Linked DNA regions of Cricetulus griseus: region 2 is linked to region 1. Evidence: chromatin contacts called from public Hi-C data. All regions are on one chromosome and are shown on one strand. Each heading gives the region's core, a stretch centred on a gene start, on an enhancer-like site or on the middle of the called end of the contact. The rest is flanking DNA. Distances are from core to core; before and after follow the strand shown. Region 1 has its middle 110 kb from the start of Tspan18. Region 2 holds the start of Tspan18 (tetraspanin-18).

Region 1 (2,681 bases), core at 78-2,577:
TGAAACAGGAGTAGAGACATGAGCATCCCTAGAGAGTGGAGAGCCTGTGTGCTCTTCAGTGTTGGGGTTGAGGTGAGTAAAGAGCAGAGAAGAGAGACAGCACAGAATAGGCATGCCTTAGAGTGGGGGGGGGGCAGGCTAATACCTAGGTTCCAAGGGTGAGGCTGTCCTACCAGGCTTCAAACACACACACACACACACACACACACACACACACACACACACACACACACCAAACACTTTTGTTTTCTGGCTCCTGGAATACCTTAAGGACAAATCCCAGAGACAAGGGCTTCCCCACCCTTTGCCTACTCAGCTCTGCCTTTCCACACAGAACCCAGGCTGGAGTCTGATCCTTCTTACAGAAACTTTGTCTGGCACTAGCTGTATCCAATAAACACACGTAGCTTCTACCCATGCTGAAGGCAGGGCCCCATCTGTATCTTGGGGATTTGGGGACAACCCCATTCCCATCACCTTTGCAGGGGTGTGTGGGGCAGCTGGAATGGTGAGCACAAATTCCTAGCAAGGACATATGAAAACTTCCAGTCACTCTGAAGCCACTGTCTCTAGTGAGCTCATCTGTACTCTCTTGGGGTGCAGAGAGGAGAGAGAGAGAGAGAGAGAGAGAGAGAGAGAGAGAGAGAGAAGGCACCAGTCCCCCCAGAGTTCCCTTGATATGAACAGCCCTTCACACAACAAAGATAACACTTTCCACAGACTCCGGAAGTCAGCATGTCCCTTCCCATAGGCACAATACAGGAACCTAAGAGTACGGGAAGGAAGGCGAGTTTTCACCAGTACTTGAGACATGATCAGATAGCTGTGTGTGGGACCCAGGAGATGGTGCTCTCCGTGATGGCTGGGGAGTGTGACACTTTTGATGGAACTATAGAAATTTCTAAAGAACCCTACCACCCACCCAATCAATGTACCTGTGCACAGAAAAAGGATGACCTTTCCACCATGCCCAGAGATCTACCAGGACCAGGACAAAGGGAGCCACTTTTACAAGAAGGGTTGGGTTTCAGTAACTTCAAGTAAATCCCAACCAGTTGTATCCCATTGTTTCCATGCCAGTTCTCTGTCCACATAAAGTTTCTTTTGTTTTTGTTTTTCTGGGTGTAAATTGTTCACTCATCCTTGCCATCAGCCCATGAAAAATCATCTCATGACATTGATTCATCTAGTCATCGCTGAGGCACCCCAGTCTCATAGTGGGACCCTCCGCCCGATTCGCTGGGGCAAGGTGGGGCGCTCCTCCAGACAGACCCGGGCAGCTTTGCAATGGTAACATCTGCGGAGCTGCGGTCTGTGAAGATCCTGGACTAGTCTGGGAAGCCGATCGGGCCAAGGAAGTGCTCCCCCTGGCGAGGCAACTCTCCTAGCGCAAGCAGGACCCTGATCCCGCGCGCGCCCACCGCGGCCAGCCACGCTGGGAACCCGCGGCCACCACACCCCACATCCGGCCGCAGGACCCGCCCGGCAGCCTCCTAGATCTCTGCATCCATGGAGCCGCACACCTTCCCGCGCAGGGAACGATAGCCCGGGTGCGGAAGCAAATCCAGGCGCGCTCTCCTGGCCAGCCACCAGGGTCCCACTAAGGCGACGCGCTCGGTGCCCCAGAACGGCCGGCAATCCGCCGCGCCCAAGCCTGGTTCCAGGGCTCCGGTGGAGACCTGTCCGAGCTCTGGGTCACCTGGACGCACCCCTTACCTCCTGGTACATCCCCGGCCGACACTCGGGACCCGAGAGTCTCACCTGCCGCCTTGTTGTCGCCTAAGACCCCAGGATCTACGGGTGCAGAATGGCTACACCTGATCCGGGCAAAGTCCGCGACCCGGGGCGTGCTCGGGGTCACACGAGGAGGCACTGTCCCCGCCCCCGAGGGGAATCTCCGCAGAACTTGGTTGTCGCTTCCCTGAGCGTCCTGGGACCCACAATGGTCCGAGATCTCTCCTGGAGCGCGCAGTGTCCCTGCGCCAGTACGCACAGAGGGGCGCAGTAGTCGAGTCCTACCTGGCAGAGGCCCGGCCGCGGGGGAAAGTTTCCCCGGGCGCAGTGCGCGCTCTTAACTTGCGGGGCGCCGGCAATTCTGCACGGCGGCGCTGGACTAGGCGTCAAAGCAACGAGGAGCGGCGACGCCCGCTGGGGGCCGGGACCGGGAGGCCTGGCGCGGCTGGGCTTTGGAATAGCTCAGCGCTGCGTCCGCCTGCAGCCTGCAACCCCTGAGACGCCAGCGGCAGCTGCAGCCGCTCGCCCGCCACTGCCGCCGGCCACACCTCCCGCCACCCTCCGGCCCGCCCTCCCACTCCCTCCGCCCTAGCCTCCGCCCCTCAGTCTCCTGTCGCCACTACTGCCGCCGCGGTACTGACGCGTCTATGGGCTAACCTGGCCCTTGCCTCCACACTGCTGCTCTCTCACCCGGTCCTAGCGCTTGGTCTCTGGAGTCTCGCTTTCCCGATGGTCCCTGCACTCCTAGCCTCCTCCCCATGCTCGCTCGGTTTTTGAATTTAGAAGCTTACTGGAGAAGGGCGAGGGTGGCAAGCCAGACTGGGGCATTTATTCCTGAGGAGCTTTCTCGATGTCACCACCACCCTTGGGTGTGACTGCAGGGCTGAAGTGTTGGATTCTCCATTGCAACGTCGCCTCTTGGTTTCCCACTCACTGCCAGGGAAGTA
Region 2 (2,681 bases), core at 117-2,616, 110 kb before region 1:
GGTCTGCTCCTCTCATCACTATGGGTGGCTTTGGAGTTAAAGTCATCCACTGAGAGATGACAAAGGAGGGTCCAGGCATGGGAAAAATAGGCTGAGGTCCCCAGCTAGGAAAATGCCACTTTGTCTGTAGGCTGCCTAGCTCCAAGGTCCAGGAAGTGGGTTCCAGGAAAACATAAGAAGCCGTGAAAATGGACAGGCAGAAACGCAGACAGCCTGCCACTGCCAGCAAAGGGACTTTATTCCTCCAGGATGTCCCGAGGGGCCAGTGGTGGTGCCTGAGCTAGAGGGCCAGGATTTGTCAGACAAGACTATGGAGGCCCAAGAAGTGGGGAGTGGGGGCTCTGTTACTGGAAGGGGCCTCGAGCCTAAGTAGGGTGGGCTGATAGCATGGAAGAGGCTTCCTGATGCCAGCACTTCTGTCCCTTCATACACAGCCCGTGGTTTGGAGGGAGATGGACAAGCTTGTTCTGTACTGGCCACGTTCTAGTCACCTTGTTATCTATCTTGCTAAATTTTCAAAAAGCCTGTTTTGGTGAGTCATTAAGAGATGAAGATGTTAGCCAGGTGGTGGTGGCACATGCACTAAGGAGGCAGAGGCAGGCAGACCTTTTGAGTTCAAGACCAGCCTGGTCCAGGACAGCCAGGGCTACACAGAGAAATCCTGTCTTGAAAACCAAAATAAAACAGACAAAACAAGAGAGATGAAGACGTTGAGGTTCGGAGTGATGAGATGTGCTTCAGCTTCGGAGTTGGGGTGTCAAGGCAGGCTCCTCCTAGAAGCTCCCAATTACACAGGTGGCTACAAGGCTGGCGTGAACAGCTCTGAGGTCACTGCTTGATCGTGTTGGGGGTGGTGGTAAGCAGGCAGGCGCACATGCATGTGGAGGCCAAAAGTCAATCCCAGGCTCTGTTCCCCAGGAGCCATCCACACTGTTTTTGAGTCAGTGTTAGGTTAGGCAAAGCCTCGGAATGTCTTCCAGAGCTGGAGTTATGAGCATGTGCCATCACATTTGACTTTTTATGTGGGTTCTAGGGATGGAACTTGGGATGTAAATGAGCCATCTCCCTAGTCCCTTTAGCTCATCCTTTGCCAGCAGCTCTTCCATCTCAGGGCCTGGCTGAAATGTCTACCGTGAAGGGGGTAGAGACAGTCAATGCCAGGCCTCCCAGGAAGCTGACTGGCCAGGCTCGGCTACCTCTAGGTACTCAACTTCCCGGGGCCATTTTAGGGAGGAGGCTAGGCCTGTCACTAGCAGAGGCCACAGACCCAGGGGACACCCAGGGGAGACCCAGGGGCACTTACAAATACGAAGAAATTGAAAACAAACATCAGATACTTCATGCAGCTCAGACAGTCGCCCTCCATGGTGCTCCACCTAGAAAACAAGGCCAATCAATTCTTCACCTGGAGACACTGAGATTCCTCCGGCTGGAGCCCAACTCGATCCCACCCAGCTGGGAATCTCAGGATTAAAAAGCTGAAACCTTGCAGGGTTCCTGGCTTCATACCTAGCTGAAGTATCCATCCTGTTATCTCCTCCCTTTTGCCCAGACACTCCCTGAACACCAGGGACCTTGACACAGAGACCCAGGTTGGGAAACTGGGACAGTTAAAAGGATAGGGGTTTTCACTGGGAGGCATGCTTGGGTGAGGGGCCTCTGGGCAACAGGTCCAGGCTGTTGCTCCTGTCTCCTCCTTGTAGAAGGGCATGAGGAGGTAACTCCCAGCCTGCTCTCCACTGCACTCCCCCTGTCCTACACCCCCCAGTGGAAGAGTTGGGCTCACACCAGGTCAGGTTGGCCCTTGATGCTGGCTCCGTTTCCATGTTTCAGGGCTAGGATTGAAGGAGTTTATGTAATGGCCTGCCTTTATCAAACATCCATCATTCCCCTGAGCAATCTGAAAACAGGGTTTCCTCCCAAGAGGACTTGTCTGCTCCCAATCCAAGACACTGGCCCCTAAGCTTGCTGGAGATGGAGGGCTGAGTCCTGGGCTTTGGGGGTGGGGGTGAGTGTTGGAGGTGGAGAATACTGAAAATAACCAGGGTTTGCCTGGTGTCAGGAAACCCAGTTAGAGACCTACTGACCCAAGCATCTGAGGGTCCTATGCTTACAGCTGCATGTCATGCACTTACTGCTTCAAGTAGACTAAAAGCTCGGGGCTTTGAGAGGTACTTATGTGTGACACAACTAAGTGCTAACTTAGGATTGGCCTGGGATCCCTTACGCCACTAGCATATCACTGATAGTCATCATTCTTCCTGAAGAGTTGACAACCATTAATGTGGCCAATGACATGTAGCCAGCCAGTGATGGGCCCTGCCTGGAGCAGCCCGGCACCCTGCGGGCACCACCTGCTGTAGGTGCTGGGTGGTTATTCAGAAGTGCACATGGGCCTCAGGGAGACATACTGCCCCAAAAGCCATGGCCAGTGTGTTCACTGAGACACTTACAGTGTCTAGGACAGACCGGTGCGGTGACATCAGTTAACACAGCTTCACCAATGAGTGAATGAATGCATGGTAGAAAAGAGAAAACAAAAAGACAAAATGGCAGAGTCTGCAACTCAGAAACAGAGACCCATATGCAAGGGAGAGACTGAAGGGGACAGATGACAGAGTGATCAAGGAGGGGTGCCGTAAAGGATACACGGATTGGACAGAATCAGAGTGGAGGTCAAT

What was found. Hi-C and Micro-C count contacts between places; a contact is called where the count stands out from the background.
Region 2: a Hi-C map of liver shows a contact between it and region 1, with 3 times the contacts expected there. The contact joins the promoter of Tspan18 here to the enhancer-like site in region 1. A contact is called at or near these places in 2 of 8 Hi-C or Micro-C datasets (fibroblasts and liver).

The regions. Positions count from the first base shown.
Region 1 is chr6:83,403,862-83,406,542 of CriGri-PICRH-1.0, reverse strand. No RefSeq gene overlaps it. Among named protein-coding and RNA genes, the nearest start is that of Tspan18, 110 kb to the left of the region's middle. Within about 2 kb of position 1,327, at least 1 of the 6 cell types and tissues checked has open chromatin away from gene starts, as enhancers often do.
Region 2 is chr6:83,516,759-83,519,439 of CriGri-PICRH-1.0, reverse strand. It overlaps Tspan18 (tetraspanin-18), which reads right to left and starts at 1,366. Exons shown (of 7, transcript XM_035446132.1): 1 at 1,304-1,366. The coding sequence starts at 1,366.